Linked DNA regions of Mus musculus: all the other regions are linked to region 1. Evidence: chromatin contacts called from public Hi-C and HiChIP or PLAC-seq data. All regions are on one chromosome and are shown on one strand. The core of a region is the stretch at or near the end of the contact, and the rest is flanking DNA. Distances in the headings are between cores, read along the strand shown. Region 1 has its middle 14 kb from the start of Gm30235. Region 2 holds the start of Gm38537 (a long non-coding RNA gene). Region 3 has its middle 23 kb from the start of Gm38537. Region 4 overlaps Gm30292 (predicted gene, 30292).

The links. A called contact is a pair of places that touch in the nucleus more often than the background predicts. HiChIP or PLAC-seq counts read pairs in DNA pulled down with a chosen protein or histone mark.
Region 2: a Hi-C map of pancreatic cancer cells shows a contact between it and region 1, with 2.5 times the contacts expected there. The contact joins two enhancer-like sites. A contact is called at or near these places in 2 of 15 datasets of contacts at CTCF or cohesin (large pre-B cells and pro-B cells), 10 of 484 Hi-C or Micro-C datasets (the 63-12 cell line, B cells, the C10 cell line and 7 more) and 6 of 115 datasets of contacts at active chromatin or transcription factors (the 230-238 cell line, CD8 T cells, Th17 cells and 3 more).
Region 3: a Hi-C map of B cells shows a contact between it and region 1, with 2.2 times the contacts expected there. The contact joins two enhancer-like sites. A contact is called at or near these places in 1 of 39 promoter capture datasets (the C10 cell line), 2 of 15 datasets of contacts at CTCF or cohesin (large pre-B cells and pro-B cells), 11 of 484 Hi-C or Micro-C datasets (B cells, the C10 cell line, CD4 T cells and 7 more) and 7 of 115 datasets of contacts at active chromatin or transcription factors (the 230-238 cell line, CD8 T cells, cardiomyocytes and 4 more).
Region 4: a contact with region 1 is called in a BATF HiChIP or PLAC-seq map of CD8 T cells, with 17 read pairs. The contact joins two enhancer-like sites. A contact is called at or near these places in 1 of 15 datasets of contacts at CTCF or cohesin (pro-B cells), 3 of 484 Hi-C or Micro-C datasets (B cells, cortical neurons and embryonic stem cells) and 4 of 115 datasets of contacts at active chromatin or transcription factors (CD8 T cells, Th17 cells, large pre-B cells and 1 more).

The regions. Positions count from the first base shown.
Region 1 is chr3:52,633,327-52,637,736 of GRCm38.p6, forward strand. No RefSeq gene overlaps it. Among named protein-coding and RNA genes, the nearest start is that of Gm30235, 14 kb to the right of the region's middle. Within about 2 kb of position 1,270, at least 95 of the 459 cell types and tissues checked have an H3K27ac peak or open chromatin away from gene starts, as enhancers often do. A contact at or near this core is called in the 230-238 cell line, the 63-12 cell line, B cells and 10 more, where this site is marked.
Region 2 is chr3:52,466,356-52,471,530 of GRCm38.p6, forward strand. It overlaps Gm38537 (a long non-coding RNA gene), which reads left to right and starts at 816. Exons shown (of 5, transcript XR_867264.3): 1 at 816-1,092; 2 at 2,125-2,257. Within about 2 kb of position 3,711, at least 25 of the 459 cell types and tissues checked have an H3K27ac peak or open chromatin away from gene starts, as enhancers often do. A contact at or near this core is called in the 63-12 cell line, Th17 cells and pancreatic cancer cells, where this site is marked.
Region 3 is chr3:52,441,915-52,447,067 of GRCm38.p6, forward strand. No RefSeq gene overlaps it. Among named protein-coding and RNA genes, the nearest start is that of Gm38537, 23 kb to the right of the region's middle. Within about 2 kb of position 2,172, at least 119 of the 459 cell types and tissues checked have an H3K27ac peak or open chromatin away from gene starts, as enhancers often do. A contact at or near this core is called in the 230-238 cell line, B cells, CD8 T cells and 7 more, where this site is marked.
Region 4 is chr3:52,789,378-52,794,228 of GRCm38.p6, forward strand. It overlaps Gm30292 (predicted gene, 30292), which reads right to left. Exons shown (of 5, transcript NR_166453.1): 2 at 3,954-4,247; 3 at 2,674-2,766; 4 at 2,399-2,547; 5 at 1-1,992. Among named protein-coding and RNA genes, the nearest start is that of Gm30292, 6.0 kb to the right of the region's middle. Within about 2 kb of position 1,729, at least 15 of the 459 cell types and tissues checked have an H3K27ac peak or open chromatin away from gene starts, as enhancers often do. A contact at or near this core is called in CD8 T cells and Th17 cells, where this site is marked.

The DNA.
Region 1 (4,410 bases), core at 20-2,519:
CCTTTCTGAATGCATGTTGGAAAGCTGATATTCAACACAAAGTGGAAAAAATCAAATCAACTGTCCTGCCTCACATTCTACTCGGGATGCCCTAGGGGAAATTTCAAAGCAATGGTTCTGAAACTATCTACAGCCATAGCTGACATACATATACTCAGACTAATGGAGAAACTGAAAGGTGGTGGGCCTTTCAAAGTCAGACACCTCTCAAGACCGACATTCCTATCGTCTACCCTGTCAGCCCCATGGCTGAAATAAAGTCCTGTGGGTGTGAAGTCAGAATCATCACAGCAGCGAATCATCGCGCGCTGGCTGCAGATCACGCAGTTCTCTAACACCGCTGAGAGTATTTGCGATGCAAAAGGCTTTTTTTGTTAGACTTGAGCTGGCTCATGCAGGTGGTTAAAAGCATATTAGGGAAACTGTTCTCATAAGCAAATTACATACCCATTAACACGAACCATTAAAAAATGAACTACGGAAATAAGTACAGTGATATTTATATGTCTTTCATGCCTGATAAAGCCTGTTTGCTGGTGGGACAGACAGCCCAGCAAGCCGCAGCTGAGCCTCCGTGCAGGTGCCACGCCCAGGATTATCCTCACCCACTGTTGCTCTCTGACAGGATCCCTTCTTTTGCCTAGACAGTATTCATCTTGGGGTCTCTAATCAAGGCCTGTACTTCGAGGAGAAAATTGAGATTAATACCTCTCTACTGGCAGAGATTCTAAGCATGACCATAGTTTCTGTCTCCCATGAATTAATCATTTTATTACTTCTAGATTTTAATTGTCCAAAGCCAACTTCCCAATGTATTCTCTACAGGTATCCTCACCATTGCAAAGCGGGTCTCATTTGCTTAATTTGCTAGATAAGGAAAACAACTTTGGGAGCTAATGTTATTTAGGTATATTCATTTTATTTATCTATTCGGTACTGGGGAAATAATCTAGGGCCTTGAGAATACTAAGGTTCACTTAACCCTGAGCTTCGTCAACTTTAATTATTTTAATTAGCATTTTTAGTTAATGGAGATTGGAATAGAATAGCAATAGGAAATTAATAAAGTTTAATGAGCTCAATTTGAATGGATCTAGCATCTTACTGTTAAAAGAAGCCAGTGCTGGGCGCTGCCCCAGTGAAAGCGATACTGTAACATTCTGGCCTCTTTGCTGTTTCCTGTCTGTTTCCTACTTTGTGTCTGCGCAGTTTTCCCCATGAGCAAACACACATTCATCCAGTGTGACACACATGGCAGGGTAGGCGAGAGGAACTAAAGCAACAGGAAATGGTGTCACCCTTTTGGCTGTGAGCCATTCTATATAGTGTCAAGTGCACTGTATATCAGGGGGAGAACCTGTCTGTCTAATTTACTCTAGTTCTGATTAAAATGAGTGAGTGGAGAGCCTCGTATATCCCGAAGAGCTCCCTCTGCATACATCTGAGTAACCATTAGCTAGAAGTGGCATTTATATCCTTGGAATAAAAAAAAAAGCGGGGGTGGGGCAGGGGATACATACAGAAGAGAAAGACAGGGAGAACCATGTAAATTACTTTTGCTTTGTTTTTATGCATATGAACATCTTATTCATCTGTCTGAGTACCCTGTGCATCCTGTGAGTGGAGTTATGAACTGTCGTGAACTGCAAATGTGCATGCTGGCAATGGAACCCAGGGCCTCTGCACGAACAAATGCTCTTAACCATTGATCCATCCCTCTGGTCCAGGAAGAAACACTTACGAGAGAAGATCTATAGCTGTTTGCCAGAAGTGATATTTAAAAAAAAATCATTAAAAAAGTGAATGTCAATAAATAATGCTAGAATTTTCAAGTATATAGTTTTTATTTTCTTAATTTAAAATTTTAAATTCAATTATATTCTTGAAGTGTATTAGACTTTATTTTATTTGTACTGTGTACAGGTGTATAAGTGTGTGCGTGGGGGCGGGCATGGACATGGCCTATGTGCACGTGGAGGCAACTGATTTTCTCCTTTCACGCTTGTGGATACTAGAGATTAAATTCAAGTCATCAGGCTTGGTGGCAGGCATCTTTACCTAACGAGATACTAGAGATTAAATTCAAGTCATCAGGCTTGGTGGCAGGCATCTTTACCTAACGAACCGGCTTGCCAGCCCCAAGTTTGTAGATTTTCTATGTCCTGTCTTTTTAGAGCTTCACAGTAACCCTGTGTAGTAGGTAGAAATATTGCTCTAATTTCAAGTTTGTGTATAAAGAAACTAATTTAGGTTTGAGACATAGCTCAGTGTTTGAGCACTTAAGTGACATTCTTAATCCAGCACCACAGGGAAAAGAAAAAGAAAAAGAAAAAGATTTGGTTCAATAACGTCTCTTTGACCTGTGGACACCGCAAATTTCATTATAAATGATTTAGAGAAGTGTGCATATCTGAATAATGTATTAGCTACTATTTTGTTTCTAGATGTCAGACTATTCTACTAATTAATTTAATGTCACGTCAGGATTAGAATCAGGCAGGGATACCCTGGAGCAGACAGAAACATGACATGACTGCCTTCCAAATGAGAATTTTGCTTCTATGAGCAGTCATGTTGGCCTGGCTGTGTATCTATTAAGCTCAAAGTATGGAGCAAGCGAAACCTGCCAGACATTTGTCGATGTTTTTCTTGCTCTGCCTGATAGAAGTTATCTATCCCAGCTGATGAGATGGTTCAGTGGGCAAAGGAGTTTGTTGCCAAGCCTATGGCCTGAGTTTGATCCCTGGAACCCCATATGGTAGAAGGAGAGACCCAAATCTCTCAGGTTGTCCTTTGATCTCCACGGATGTACAGTGTCATGCATGCATACATACATAATATACACTGCTCCCCCCAATGTGTCAGCAAATGTAAAACAGAAAAGAAAGTTTGGGGACTGGGCTCAACTCACAGAAATGGTTACCCCAAGGACCTGATGGCATGAGCCCAGACTTTGGAACCTACATGGAGATGGAGGAGGGGTGAAGCCAACTTCACAGATCTGACCTCTAACCTCTTCACTGTGCTATCGCACACATACACACACTACACACACCACACATCACATACATGCCACACATACACACCTCACACAAACTTGTCACATACACCAATGATGATGATGATAATAAATTAAAATATTTAAAGAACATATAGACCCCAAAGAGACACAGAACTGAAAAAAAAAACCAATAGAGAGCGTTATTTGGAATGTTCTGGATTGCTTACAGGTAAATGAGGATCAGCCTTGTCTTGCTCCAGTTATCTGTTCAGCTGTGGTGTCAACAACTAGAAATTAGCTGGACGTCTCGGCCATGTGATCTCGGCCATGTGATCACAAGACAGGCATTTTCTGTACTTAGAGCTTCTTTGCTTTGTTAGGAAGCCGCCAGTCTTCTATCATTATCCTATGGGCTAGGGATGGCATAGTTTTCATCCCTGGGACACCACAATCTAGAGAGACAAATGAAGAGGCCCCCAAGCAAAGCAACAACTAAAACCATTCAAAACAACGCAATCATAATGTTTGCAAGAATGCGCGGTAGCAGAAGCAAGCTGCTTGAAGGGATGGGGAAAGTCTCTTGGAAGAGGGGATGTTGGAAAACACAAAAGGAGCTTCAGCCAACCGAGAGGCAACCACCATTCCATCCAAAATAAGGAGGATAGCCAAACGTGCTGAATAAAGTGTTAAAATGGACAACTCATAAAATATGTGCAAAAGTTCAAATTAAAATAAAAAAGGATGTGCATAAAATAGTTTTCATCAGATGTTATGTATGCACAGAAGGTTGTCTGTGTGTCTTTTTGTAAGCATCTCAGCTTCGGGGGAGTAAGTCTTAGGATTTCACATGCATAGGATACATGAACATGAATGTTATCAAAATACAGAGTGTGTCACGTCTACTCCTGGTGCAGGATCTGACACCGTATTTTTCCATGCTTCCAGATGGTACTGGGGATGCTAGTCTGCAGGGAACTTTGTAGATTTGGCCATTGAGTGTGAGAATAATAAGTGATAGGCTTAGCCATCATGGAGAGGCTAGTAGCAGAAGCTTGTGTGCTGTGGGTTAGATGGGATCTGTTAAGCAACAAGCCACAATTGTTTTGTTGTTTTCAGATTTATTTTATGTATGTGAGTACATTGTCACTCTCTTCAGACACACTAGAAGAGAGCTTTGGATCCCATTACAGCTGTTTGTGCAGCCACCATGTGCTTGCTAGGAGTTGAACTCAGCACCTCTGGAAGAGCAGTCAGTGCTCTTAACCACTGAGTCATCTCTCCAGTCCAAGGCCACAATGTTAAAGAGAGGGATGGTAAGATCACATCTGTGTCTGGTGGCAATGAGAATGGCTGGCAGTGTGGGACAAGTCACAAGGCTGAGAGCCTGTTGCCATAATTCAGGCAATGTT
Region 2 (5,175 bases), core at 2,461-4,960, 160 kb before region 1:
CTAACTATATCAATGAACCTGCCCGTTGCTGTCACATATGTTAGGGGATGAATAGTGAAGTCAGGAGAAAGTAAAGCAGGCTGTAACATACTGTTGTGTGCACGGTCACACTCTGTAAGCAGGCATTGACTGACTTCTTTTTCTGAGGCACGCTCAGGGTGTATCATTTCCCTGGCCAATCTTTGGTGGAAGCTGAGGATTCTTTGAAACGTCCCTGCTACCACTGTAGAGTTCCAGTGGACTTCAGAGGGTCCCGGCCCCAGCCTGCTGGGCAGGTGTTTTTGTCCCGGAAGCTCAGAGAAGCCCTGGGAAGTGCAGGTGTTCTTACTTGAGGCTGGCCTGGAAGAGCTCCTGGACACAGCTCCTTCTCTTTCCTGCTGGTTACTCTGGGGAACAGGACTGTTTTAGGCCATCTGGTTTCCTTCAGGTTCAGGGTATCTGGGCAAGGTCCTTGCTAAGCCTGTCCAACTGTACAGAAATCCCTATGGAGAGGCAAAATGGAAATCTTTGCCAAGGAGGATGGGAACCTGCCCTACCACAAACCACTTCTCTGCAGCCGACTTGACATCTCTGACATTTCTGCAGGAGCAGTGCTCTGTAGTCTCATGACATGCCTAATTTGTGTTGTATTTTTAATATTCTTGAACGTGTCCATCTAATGAGAAGAAAACAACGTGCATCTCGGCAGAATCTCGTCTCCACTTACAAATCTTTCACCGGCAGAATTCACATTAATGCTAATGAAATCTTAATGCTGAAACTGTGTTCTGCAGTGGGGGGATGGTCTCCCCTGCACTGAAACACATTTTCTTCTCATTAGCCCCACCATCTTTATTAATGTTAACAGTAATAAAGAGAATTAGGCAGGATGGCTTCTGGCAGACCCCAGAATTAATGGGGGCAAAAGGAAGGGAAGATAAATGGTTGGATGGTTCAGATCTGTTTTGATAGTGAATGAACTGCGTTCTCCTGGGACCCTCAGAAGAGTTGTTTAGTTCTAAATGAGGAGTGTCATGAATCACTGCCATTCGAGAGCTGCTCACACTAACAGGGAGGAGCGATGGATGGAGCCTGGTTCTAGAGAAAATCTATGTGAGGTGATTTTACAATTGTGCTGTGCTGGTTGTGTGTGTATGTACGCACATGTGTGCACATGTGTGCGTGCATGTGTGTGCGTGTGTGTGCCTGTGTGTGTGTGTGTGTGTGAGAGAGAGAGAGAGAGAGAGAGAGAGAGAGAGAATGAGAGAGGTTCATGGTCACATTTCTATGAACAACAGACAGCTTAGCCAAAAATTTGTTCATTCTGAGGTGTTTTGCTATGGGGCTGTATTATTTCATGTATATCCACAAACATTTCATAGTTCTAACGTCCTGGAAACTGTCTCACTATGAAACATTTTGAAGATCAATACAGCAGTGGAAGTAAGGGTTGAGCCAGAGAAACTTTTCTTTCATGGGAGAGGGGAAAACTTCCTGCTGTGGGAACGTCAATCAAAGTGGCAAATGATGCCTTTCCTAGGACTTCTTTGCTTTTGGAGGGTTCTCTGAATTATTATTTTTTTCCTGCCTAATCAAGCATCGAGGGTCACCATGTCAGATCTCCTGACTGTTCCCAGGTCTGTTTGTCACTCTGGGAAGAGTTGAGTCACCTGTAAGTTGTCCCCAGACAGTAAACTGCAAGGGCATGTGGGGGCAGGAGGCATGGGACCCTACAGCATCCCTTGAGGGTTGCTTGGTTTCCTGTTGATCTAAGCAAGGCCTATGCCACAGAGATTTTGGCTGGAGCAGAACGGACTCAAGAGTGGTCCATTTGTTGAAGGCCAGCCTGCTAATACCTGGAAGATAGATTGTCTGGAGCCATTTGAACTTCGTGTGACTCATTCTAGCCTGGTGACCAGTAATCATGGCTTACCCCTTTCCATTCTTACAACACCCTAGGGGCCTCCTACAACCCTAAGCTGGATGCCACAAGGTACAGTCTACATGCTGACTATTTTGTTACATTAGTAGGGTGGTATGGTTACCATAAAGCATCATGCGCTATTAGGACCGGAGACCAGGGCACGTTTTCTAGATTGGAAAGGGTGATGATTCATGGGAGGGTACTGTCTGAATTCATTCTAGGTGCCACGCTTGAAGATCAATATAACAAGTTAAAACTTAATCAGAGGGCAATGCCCTGGGCAGAAAGAGGATGTGAAACTGTCACTTTTGGAAGTCTCCGAGGAGCTGAGCCTGTCTGGAGAAGCACCTGAAGGTATGACTATCTGCGAGAGCTTTCACAGACAGGGATAGGAATTAGACTCTTTGGTGAGGTCCAGGTGGCCACAGTGAGGACCTTTGTAGAATCTACGGAGAAATTCGTTTCAGTTGTCTACCAGTCACAGTTGTCTAAACATGCTTCAGGGTGTCACAATTTTTGATACTGCCCCAAATTCTACAGTTTGACACTGCTGCACATTTTAGCACAGGCCACAGAGTGGCCCTTTGGACATTGAGAAATTTGAATATATATATTCAAATATATATATATTCAAGTATATATGTGTATATATATATATATATATATATACATATATATATATATATTTCTTTTTTTTTTTCTTCCAGGAAACACCAGAGCTTACTGACCTACCAACTCTTACTTAAATTTACTTTTGAGACAGGGACAGGGCCTCATACATGTAGCTCAGGGTGGCCTCAGACTTGACATTTAGCTAAGGATGACCTTGGATTTCTGTATCTACCCCCTGAGGGCTGTCATTATAGATATGTACCCGTATGCCCAGTTTGTGCCGTGCTAGGGCTTTGTGAATGCTAGGTCGACCCTCTACCAACTGAGCTCTATCCCTAGCTCTTTCTTATTATTTTTTTTAAACAAAATGGAAAATTGATATTTTTGCCCTATTCCCCTGCTTCCTCCTTTGATCTTCTCTCCTCCCTTAGGCTCCCATCGTGGTCCACACAGCATCACTTGCTCCCTTTGATTGGCTTAACGTTGGCGAGTGGGTGACACATAGGTGGATTTTGGGGGTTAGAGTCGAAAGCATTAAAGGAATTCTCTGTTTTATTTGTGTTTTAGAGTAGTTGGCATTTTCTGCTGTTACCCCAAGGTCTCAGTTGTAATTCTGTATTTTAGATGTCAAGATGTCCATGTGTCAAAATGGCCTTACCACGATATTGTTCTTACAGCCAACTGGACGTGTTAATGGGGTATGTTACATGAGGAAATCAAGCATGATAAGAACAGCCGGACATGGTTACTTATCAGATGTTTTGTAATTCTAAAATGTTGTAATAGCAGGGCCTTGAACTATACTGGTTTCTGAGACCTGTATTAAAATGCAGAACAATAGAAATAATCGGTATAGCTTTCTCTAAGAATACATTCAACTCTAAGGACTCTTTTTAAAATTTAGAGGTAAGATCTTGATTTTCTTTTTGTTGCTTTTAAAATTGCCTTGAAATAATGGTGGCAGTCGATGGCACTTTAAAATGTCAGTGAACAAAATGAGTCTGATTTGTTTGTTTGTTTGTTTGTTTTTGTTTTGTTTTCCTGGTATGTGAAAGCCCAGGGTCTGATCTTTCTGATTCAGGTCTCCTAATCTTTGGAACATTGCTTAGTTGCCTTTACGGTGTGTGCAGGTCGCCTGAGTGTCCCATTTCACAGCATGGTGGTAACTCTGAGTGACCTAACTTGGGCTGTGGTTCTTTCCAGCTCCAAAGGTCACATGCTGCATCTGACACAAGTGCTGTGGGTGTGGTATGGACGCCCTGTCAGAGCTATTCAAATGTGCTGAGTATGTGTGGGTGGATAGAAGGATGGTGGCAGACAGAAAACCTTCTTCTCTTGCTTACCTTTTTCATGGCTAACTAGCATTGACTTCTCAGCTTTGGGGAGCTCGCCACACTTCCTGAGTTTGTTGCCTGCATTGTTCTCATTCTGGGATCTGTTTTAACATTCCCTAAAACTGTCTCCCCCCAGTAGACGATGAGTTTCTGGAGGCTGGAAACTGTGACTGACTAAACTGTGTACTGTCAGTGCTGGTCATTCTGACCAAGAGTAAGAGGTCATTTCAGAAACTGGGGAGTGAATGATGAATCAGTATCCAAGGTCAGCAAAGTTTTACCTCCTCATTCACTGCATGGCTTAGATGTGAGGTGGTTGAGAAAGTCTCCTCATGGGCTTGTGTGACTTCCTAAGGAGATAAGAGTGACTACCTATTTACCCTAGATAGCAAACCAGTGACAGGGCAGAGAAAACAATCTCACCAAGTCTTGCTTGAATTTATTAGGGTCACTGACAGAAACATATGTAGCAGGTTACTCACAGATCAAAGGTTAGTCAAAGGTGGCTGCATTCCTGAGAAGGCCACCCTAGCATGGGTGGTGCGTCACAAAAGCTGTATCTTTGTATCTCCTTGCACAACTTGTAGGCATCTCCACTGGAGATGGTCTGCTCTTCTTCCCAGCAGATGTTATGGTTTCTGTAACCGTGGGAAAAGGCCTCAGGAGTCCTTAACTATTAAGGCTTTCCTGATCCTTGTATGTTTCCTTTGCTTCCTGAATTTTATGAGCTCTATGCTTCTTCCTAGGCAGAATATTTCAGCTCAGACGACATCTCCTTACCACAGGGCCCCTTGTTTTTTCTTTGCTTTCCTCAGTACCATATCCTTTAGGGAGAGCAACAGAAGTGGACCAATGTCATGTTTTAGGGATGAAGTTTATCAAGTGAGTTAAAGTTGAGGCTGTGTTTTTCCTGGAATCCTTGTCCTGGCCAGCTTGCCATGGGAAGGAGCCCTGCCACACACCTTGTTAGAGTTCTGCCTGTCCTTGGCACTGTGGGGAGGCCTCTTAGACAGCTGTCCATAGCTAAGATCACTGCTTCCTATCTATCTCTCCTGGAGCTCCTGGGATAACTGAGGCCGTTGCTTATAACCAGAACATACTTGAGGAATGATGGGAACAGGAAAGGTGGGTAATGGAAGGAGTGGGCCACTGATAGTTGATCCTGCATTTACATCCTCATGTGCTGCAATAAAAAAGGTAGTTGTTGTTTTGAATCCAATATTCTGATTACCATAGTTTTCCTTTGCCTTGGAGACAGTCGGTGACCTCACAGAAGCCATTTGGATCAGGGGGGCAGAATCAATAATGAGGCAGACATAGTGCCAG
Region 3 (5,153 bases), core at 922-3,421, 190 kb before region 1:
GCACAAAACAAACTAATGGTGGTATTGGAGATTTTTTGTTTTATAATGTGGTGTTTGGGATTTTTTTTCTTGTTACCATGGCTTCCATTTTGTATTTATGGGTTATTGTGCTCTTTTTTTCTTCTCTTTGTTTTATTCTGATGTGTTTCTAAAGAGATAGAGGAAGAAGACATGAAGTTTGAGGATCTGGGAGGAGATGAGGGTGGGGAACCATGATCAGAATATGTTGTATGAAAAAATTATTTAAAAAGTATTTACTGAATATTTATCCATTGAAAAAAATATGAATGAGATTTCTCATTTTCAATTTAATTCATTTTTGTTTGTGTTCTTAACCAAGAAATGAGTATTTGATTCCTACTGACATCCATGACTGTGATTAGGTCAAAGTGTTTACTTTACTCTCGGGCGCTTCCGTTCACTGTGAGGGAGACATCAAATCTGCAGACATCCATTTTAGAGCAGAAAAAAATCACCAAGGTAATTCTGTAGAGTGATGGAGGAAGGGATTCTGGGTAGCCACAACATCAGTGCAGGCCTGGATGGTGAGGAGGAGGAGGAGCAGGAAGAGGAGGAGGAGGAGGAGCAGGAAGAGGAGGAGGAGGAAGAGAAAGAAGAGGAGGAAGAGGAGGAGGAGGAAGAAGAGAAGGAGCAGGAAGAGGAGGAGGAAGAGTAGGAAGAGTAGGAGGAAGATGAGGAGAAAGAGGGGGAGGAAGAGGAAGAGAAGGAGGAGGAGGAAGAAGAGGAGGAGGAGGAGAAAGAGGGGGAGGAAGAGGAAGAGAAGGAGGAGGAGGAGGAGGAGGAGGAGGAAGAGGAGGAGGAGGGGGAGGAAGAGGAGGAGGAAGAAGAGGAGGAGGAGGAGGAGGAGGAGGAGGAGGAGGAGGAGGGAGTCAGCTAAACCCAAACTGAAGAAGCCTTGGATGGGAAGATCTAAATGAGGGGAGCTGTTCCCAGGAAACCATACTGCTACTAACTAAAATAAAATACTACTAACGGGGTTAACAGGGTGGTTTGAAACAACAGAAGTGTATGGTCTCCTTGCCCTAGGGCCCGAGCTTCCCCATCAAGGCTGAGCAAGGCTGCAGACATCTCTGATGCTACTTGCCATGAGGAGGTCTGCTTTTCTCTTCATGTGAGGTCTTCCTTTTTAAGGACACTAACTATGGGCATAGGCACCCTTCCACGGCAGGGCTTTACGTTCATCACCTCTGTAGATCCTTATTTTCAAATAAAATTAATTTCTCAGGCACTAGGGACTACGATCCCAGCACATTTTGGGGTGGAGGACGGATACAGCTCATTATATGACGCCACCATTCCTGGATGTACTGAGATGTCTGTAGTACACTTGCTCATATAAATTCATTTGTTTTGTTTTTCTTTTACTCTATTTTTAGCACATATGATTAGATGTAAACATATATTATATATTATAACTATTATATCATATAACTATATATTATAAACTATATATTTTAAATAATATATAAAATTACATATTATAAATACATTTTATACCAAGATAAACAAATACATTTATATATTATATTATTGATATTTAAATATTATTTAAAATATTTTATAAATATATAGTATATAAGATGTTGTACATATTATATATATTTATTTCATTTTCACTACATAGAAAGCCTCTGCATCGCCAATCCACAGCCCATAGATCATATGTACCCTAGGATAATTTTACCCCCTAAAAATGTAAATAATATATATATTTTAAGCTTTATTGTGTCATTCCTCTTAAGTGTGAATTCTGTATTTGACACCTTGTCCTAGCTGACAGGAAAAGTTGCCAACAAACCCAGACGTTTCCTCCCTACCCGGGAGACCACACTGACTGCAGGCAGTGTGTTGTTCATTCATGTCTCCAGTGAATCTAACAACAATGAATCCTGAATATTTAAAGGGGCTGGACAAGTGGCCTTAAAAAAAAGGTAGGCTTTATTTCCTTTTTGGAACACTCTGATCAAAACAAAGTGACTAGGCAGCATATGGTCACAATAACAGGTGGCTCTGGAGGTCCCCTGTGACTTGTTGGCCTGCAGAGCCTGGCCTCCTTTGGGCCTTGGAGGAGAGCCGTGTTGTGCTGGAGACCTGCACAGAGGCTGTGGCGCACAGGGAGCCAACAGAGCGTGTCTGCAGCTGGCCTTGCCTGCACTTGACTCATAAGTGAGTTACAGGGAAGTGGAGACAATGCTGAGAAGAATGTGGGGGAGAGAGCTGTTGGTGGAAGGAAGTGAGACTGGTCAGGGCTTCCCCCCAGCTGCTCACAGGGTTGTGCTCACTGAGGCATGCCTTTCTCCATTGAGCTCAATCAAAGGTGAATTCAATTCGTCACCCATAATGAAGACTCTATAGATCCTCTCCCCCCAAGACTGGAGCTCCCTTGAGTTGGAGTGCACGGCCATTGTCGGTTACGTATAGTAATTACTTTATTTATTTTTGAGATAGAGTCTGACTATATAGTTCCTGCCGCCCTAGGGCTTGCCATGTAGCCACCCTGGCTTCATCACTCAGGGTCTTCTTGCTTCAGCCTCACAGATGTTGAGATGGCAAGTTTGTACTGTCACAACCCTTTTAAGGTCTTTAAAAATCACTTCCCTTTTGCCAAGACCACGTTCGATTTGGCACAGGTGATCTGAGTTGTTGTCTCAGTGCCACACGCACTACAATTATGACCTGGTGGAAGTCACCCGACCACAGGTCACATCTGTGAAATCGGGTCCAGAATGCTTTCTTCCACATGTTATAAAAACCAGACCTGAGGTCTGTCTGGCAGGGGATGGCTCAGCTGGTCAAGCTCTTGCCTGTCCCAGACACATGAGGACTGGGTTTAGTGTGTTGACCACATATGGGTGGTGTGGAGGAGAACTTGCAATCCTAAGGCTGGGGAAGCAGAGACAGGAGTTTCCTTGGGGCTGCCTAGCTAGCCACTCTAAGTGTGAGATCCAGACCAGAGAGAGCCTCATTTCAGAGAAGGCGAATGGGCAACTGAAGACGATTCCTGATGTTGTCCTCTGGCCTCTCAATGCACACATATCCATGCACATGTCCCAGCACACACATGCATTTGCACACACGAGGGCACACATACACACTCAAAGGGGAGCACCCACATGCATTCAGAAATCAACTCTAGCACTGAACAGGAGTATGATGGTTGAAATATAAGAGATCTATAAACTGTCTATACTTGAATGTTTCACAGACCTGGCCAAAAACACATTCAAGCAAATATGATGGATAGAAATGGTTTTGCTGTAAGTAGGGTCTGGTTTTGCTTTCTCATCAGGACTCAACATTGGCTAGGCCAGATGCCACATCATAAGGCATAGTGGCTGGCATGTGCAAACTCCTCCACACTCACCCCCCAACTTAGCATGGTTGGATTTATGACTATTCCACTTTACAGGGGGTGAAAACAATTGAATATTCAAGAGAAACTTCGAACTTTTTGAATTTTGATATTTTTCCCCCATAGGTGATAGTGGCCTTTAAGGACTCAGGGGCAGGATGCGAACCAAATTAGGCTCATATTCTGACAGAAGAGAGGTAGTAAGTAATTGTCATAGAATGAGTGTGACTGTGGTTGGTTTGGGGAAAGCTGACACAAAATTACTCTTCGTAAGTGAGCTTTGGAGAGAGAGAGAGAGAGAAAGAGAGAGAGAGAGAGAGAGAGAGAGAGAGAGAGAGAGAGAGAGAGAGGGAGAGGAGGCAGGATTGGGCTTTAAGGTGGGAAAGCATTAAAAAGGAATAGTATAATAGTATATAATAGTATAATATAGTATCAGTGACAACATAAGGAAATCTTGATGGGAAAGAGAGGCTTGCCGTCAGGACCTCTAGAGGGGCTTCATTAAGAGGGATAGCTTAAGGTAAAAGTTACCATGGGGAGGGTAGCAGGGTAGGGGGTAGAGGAACCCAGAGGAGAACCTTCAACGAAATCCCCAAACAAAGGAAAGCATTTTCTATCCTTTCAGGAGATGATGAGAAGTTCCACCCCATGTGATTCTTGTCTGGGACAAAGGATGTTGAGTGACCGGGTACTGGGCAGTACCAAACATTTGGTACTGGGAAGCAAAACATGGCTTCTGGATTCGCTGTCCCAGAAAGAGAGAGGCACAGGTCGGGGGCATGATCGGTTTCTTCAGCTGTGGGATCCAGCTGTTTAGAGTTACTGGTGTCTTCAAGTGGCAGGCCCATGATCCAACAGTAATTGCTAGTGTGGCTCATGCGCCCCAATTGGAAAGCTCACCTGGGATTCAGTCCTCTGGTTTGCCTCAGTCCCCTATAACTCTAATTTTTTCAAATCCTATTTTTAATGATAGTTCTTAAATCTTTAACCCCCCTTTGTAGCTCACCACCCACCAGACATAGTGGAAAAGAAAGGATAGGGTGGGGGGGAAGTGGACCTGTTTAGAAAGGTCCTTTGGTGCAACTCCCGTCTGTGTTGTCTGGAAATTGGCAGTTCAGTTTACAGGTCAGCAATGGCAGCTTGATCCATTCGCAAAACCCTTCAATGGATATACCAGAGATCCAGTTAGGTAGTGTCAGGTTAGTAACAGTGGTGAAGCAACCTAACAGAGACAGCCAGGCCTGTCTCAGCTTGAGTCAGCAGGAGGGACTAACAGGAACATCAGGAACGATTTTTAGCTGTGCCCCTCTCAGGGAAGCAAAGATCAGGGAAGACTCAAGACTCACAAGTGTTGCACAGCTGGCTGTACCAGCAAGCCAAGCTCTGTCTCACTCGGTGGAGTTCTATTTATCCCTTCCAAACATGCCCTCCACGTGCCTGGCCTCAGCACAGGTCTTGCCTCAGTACAAGCATCCAATCAGCTTGAGTCCTCAGAGTCCTGACAAATGCAGCTCAAACTATGCAGTGTAAGGTGGACCAACATGTGTGTTGTTAGCAAAGACTCCTTCATCACGTGTCCTTTTGAATTTGCTTTAGCAGAACGTCCTGTCTCTTGTGTCTGCTTCAGTGAAACGTTCCCTCACGAGTCTGCCTTAGCCTTTCACCAGTGTCCACTTCAGGAAAGGACTCCTTCATGTGTTTGCCCCAGCAAAACACCATCCAATACAACTGATTCTCCAAAGAACCCTTAGGGCTCCACTTCAGTCCTCGTTTCCTCCCT
Region 4 (4,851 bases), core at 479-2,978, 160 kb after region 1:
ACCTGTGCATGGATAGTAGGCCTCTACTGAGTGTCGAGTTGGTCAAAATGTTTTCCCATTCTGCAGGCTGCAGCTTTGCCTGAGTGGTGCTGTCCTTTGCCATGCAGAAGTTTCTCAGTTTCTAGAGGTCCCACTTACTGTTGATCTTAGTGGCTAGGTTATTGATGTTCTGTTCAGAAAGTCTTTTTCTGTGTTCAAAGCTATTCCCCACTTCTTTTTCTACCAGGCTCAGTGTATCTGCTTTTATGTGGAAGTCTTTGATCCATTTGGAACTGAGTTTTGTTCAGGATGATAAGTGTGGGTTTATTTGTTCTACAGGCAGCCACCAATTTGACCAGCACCATTTGTTGAAGAAGCTGCCCTTTTCCCAGGGTGTATTTCTGGCTTCTTTAGAACAAACAAACAAGCAAACAAACACAGCAACAACAAAAACCAGATGTCAGTAGGTGTGGATTAATGTCTTAGTCTTCAACTCCCCTAATCAATGTCTGTTTTTTTGCCATTACTATGCTCGACTTATTACTTCAGATCTGTAGTACAACTTGAAATCGGAGATGATGATGCCTCCTACAGTTCTTTCATTATTCAGGATTCTTTGAGCTGTTGTATTTGTTTTGTTTTCAGATGAAGCTGAAAGTTGTTCTTTCATGATCCATGAAAAATTGTGTTGGAATTTTGATGGGGATTGAACTGAATCTGCTTTTGTCGGGATGGCCATTTTTACTATATTAAACCTACTGAGCCCCGAGCATGGGAGATTCTTCCATCTTCTTCAATGTCTTGAGGTTTTTATCGTACAGGTCCATCGCTTGCTTGGCTAGAGTCACCTCAAGATATTTTGTATTATTTGATGCTATTGTGAGAGGTGTTGTTTCCCTGAGGTTTTTTCTCAGTCCGTTTGTCATTTGTATTTAGGGGGGCCACTGATTTGGGGGACTCAATTCTGAATCCAGCTCCTTTGCTGTTTATCAGATGTGGGAGTTTCCAGGTGGAATTGTTAGGGACACTTATGTATATTAATGATTCATGGGCAAATAAAGATTCTTCGGATGTCTTCCTTTCCAACTTGTATCATCTTAATCTCCTTCAGTTGTCTTAGTGTCTAGCTGAGACTTAGAGCACTATATTGAATAGGTGTGGGGAGAATGGACAACCTTCTTTTGTTCCTGATGTTAATGGAATTGCTTTGAGTTCCTCTCCATTTAAGCAGATGTTGGCTGTGAGCTCACTGCCAACAGTTTATTTTGTTTTGGTGTCTCTTGCATTCCTGATCTCTCCAAGACTTTAATCATGAAGGGGTTTTGGATTTGGTTGAATGTCTGCTCTGCATCTAATGAGATGATCATGTGGTTTCTGTCTTTCAACTTGTGGGTCACTGTGATGGCTAATATCCATATTTCAAAGTCGGGGAAAGTGAAGATCGGAGACACTAATAATATGTACAAGGACATGTAGCTTGTACAAATGTGGCCACAAGGCCAATTCTTTTTGAAACTGTGTACTTGACTTGGCTTCATAGACAACACGCACTCGTGAGAACATGTGCACGCATGCGTGAGTGTGAGTGTGTGTGTGTGTATGTGTGTGTGTGTGTGTGTGTGTGTATGTGTGTGTGTGTGAGACAGAGAGAAGTAGGAGGCCTTTGATGAGGTGATGAGCCAGGTACCACCTACAGGTCTAGGACTACCTATGAGTAAAGTCTGTACTTGGTTTTCTACCATCAGCAGCCTCCAGTTGAGCAAACCTTGATGGCTGGATACGGTTTCACTTTCAACCTCAGGCTGACAGAAATAGTCATGATTCACTCAAATTTCCTGTGAACAGCAATAACCTGGCTTCTCACACTCCAGGGAAGGCTGGCCTGTGATGTTCAGGTCTCGGTTTCTGATTCTTCTGGCCTGTTTGACATCACAGTCTGGATGGGCCATTGGTAAGGCAAATGGCATGTCATACATGAGCATGGAGTCACCATGACCAAAGCCAGAGTCACACCTGTGTACACACAAATTTTGAGTCAAGGACTCAGTGCTCAGTTTAGCCTCTGAGTGATAAAAAATGGGTCATCATCCAGGGTTCTGGTAAAAAAAAAAAAAATCTGGTTTTTCGAGACAGGGTTTCTCTGTATAGCCCTGGCTGTCCTGGAACTCACTTTGTAGACCAGGCTGGCCTTGAACTCAGAAATCCACCTGCCTCTGCCTCCCGAGTGCTGGGATTAAAGGTGTGCACTACCACACCCGCCCCCCCCCCAAAAAAAATTTAAAGATGTAGTAAAAACTGAGTCTTAAATTCTTATTCAGAATTTCTGCTCAATTACACATTAGGGCAAATTTTCCAAATTGACTAAACCTTAATATATAAGAACTCTCAAGAGCAAAGGTGCTGACATGTTGATACGGACCTGCAAGCTTAAGAAGCTGAGTTCAAATCCCTGAATTTAAGTAGAAGACAGACTGGTCTGTAACCCCATCTCTGGGGAGATGGTGGATCCCTGGAGTTTGCTGTCCAGACACTCTAACCACATGGGAAGTTCCAGGGTCAGTGAGAGACCTGTCACAAAAATAAGATGGCAAGCAACTGAAGATGATGCCTAATCTCAACCTCTGGCCTTCACAGAAACACACTTATCCCACCCACACCCACTCACACACCCACACCTCCCCCTCCCCCACACACCTTTACAAATCCTTTCATATCTTCAGCAGTGATAGCTTTTCCCAAACAGGTGACTCCGAGGGTATAATTTCAAGCTTGGAGTTTCATTTGCTTCTAAAGAACAGAGACTCATTCCAACCAGCACACACTAAAAAATGGGATCTGTTGAAAGAATTTGAGATTTTTCTCTCGGAATTCGAGGGGGGGGGGATGTCAGGGTGTGGACAGGTCAGAATGAGAAATTAGCATATGGGCTGGCACCAGCAGAAACCCCCTGCAGTCTTTGATTTTGTCATCTTTGCAGGTTGTCCCTGATTCTCCAGGACACTGACAGGCCAGCTGCCTAGTCCCAAGCTCCCAAGAGGTTTCCTTTGGAAGAGAAAGTACTAATAAATTCAGCTCAGTTTGAGATCGGCTCCCCTTGTCTACCTCTGTAAAGCTAACTAACATCACGTGCAATGACCAGTTTGCTGGGGCGGGGGTGGGGGTGGGGGGCGTTGTGAGGGTTGAGAGCACTGTTGGCAGTTTCCTGCAAGGCATTTTATGCAAGATAGGCACATCTAAAGCAGCCTGCAAAACAACCGTCCAGATATGAAAGAGTTTACATCGTGCATAGGTATAGTAGATTTTTTTTTCCCCTCTCCACATTTTAAATTTAGCCAAAAGAGCAAACGTGTTTCACGGATGGGAAAATGAAGGCAAAGAGTTGTCAATAAGTTGACAAAGGCTACTTGAAACCAGAGTTGCTGGCTCCCAACTCAGGCTTTGAGACATCAAATATTCCTTGAGTTGCCTGGCTGAGGATGCTCTGAGAATGCTCTGTGGTCTTCAGAAAGGGGCAATGAAAAGTGCCAGATGATGTACGGTGAAACCAGGCAGAAAATCTAGTTGATTTGTGGCTCACTCCATACCATCTCACAAGACACCATGTCTCCTCCAAAGTGCAGACAGGTCTGCCAGGGAGGGGCCTGGTCCCTTGAGGACTTTTTTGGTCCAGATCAAATAGTGGTGGTCCAGCTCGGTCTGGGTGAGCCTGGTGCTTTTTCACCAATAAAAAGGACTTTTAAAAATTAATGTTGAAATATTCTTCCATCATCCCGAAAGTATGCACTTTGCTCATCTGAAAAACACAACCATCTTGCCAGTTTCTGGTTGAAATTTGTATGTGCTGCCTAGAATAACAGTGAATCAGTATTTCTTTCAACATGAAGCTTTGGTAATGCTGCCCAGATTAGTTTTGCTCTTCTGTGTTCCTCTTACGGTCTGCTACTCATAGGCACATGCACATACAGATTACATACCTATATCTCCCGCACACACAGACACAAGCACGCTTATGCACCACATGTCACAGAATATGAGGATTTTTCAAGGGAGGTGTTCTGTGCCGAGCAAAACACTGGAGCTTAACTTCTTTATGCCAAGGGCTAACAAATCGAGGATTCCTTTTGCAGGCCTCATTTCTCCTCTGCAGAGAGAGTCTCGGTGGTTGCGTGGCTGAAGGTCCCACTGGTGGGTTCCTGCATCATCACAATGATGTAGGTGATGCTGGGCAGCATGGTAGGTTGGATCCAGTCTGTGAGTTTGTAGTGCACCTTCCAGGGAAAGCAAAGTTAGTTATACAGGAGTTAGCACAATGGTCTGCTGAGGATAACCTGTGGATGGGCTGTTGAGAATTATGAGGCCAGAAGACAGGTTTTGTATCGTTTTCCAATTCAAGACACTTTGTGACATAGTTAATCTTTGTGAGCATCATTGTCCCCCAGACACACATAGGCATATAGCCAGACGCTGAGAGAAACAGTTACTGTCTTAATCTAAAGATTTCTCTAACCTCTACTTGTGACAGCTGGACTTTCTTCCTCTGCCCTGTTACTGCTAAGGCCCCCACAGCCAACAAAATTCCCTCACAACATATGCCATTTGAGAAGGCAAAGGTCTACCTGAGATGTAGATAATAACAAACCCAACAAAAGCCACAGTTAGGATTTCGGAACGTTTTCCTAGGACTGGCGAGTACAAGGCAGATAGTACGGTATCCACCTTCACACACTTCTTGTAAATCATAAAGTTAGCTTTATACACATGAAAAGAAGATGTGAGGCCTCTGAATCAGAGCAAGGGGTTTTATTATTCTCATCAACAGAAGAAGTAATAATTTCAGTTTTTCTTGCTGTTTTCCAGACAAGATGTGTACTC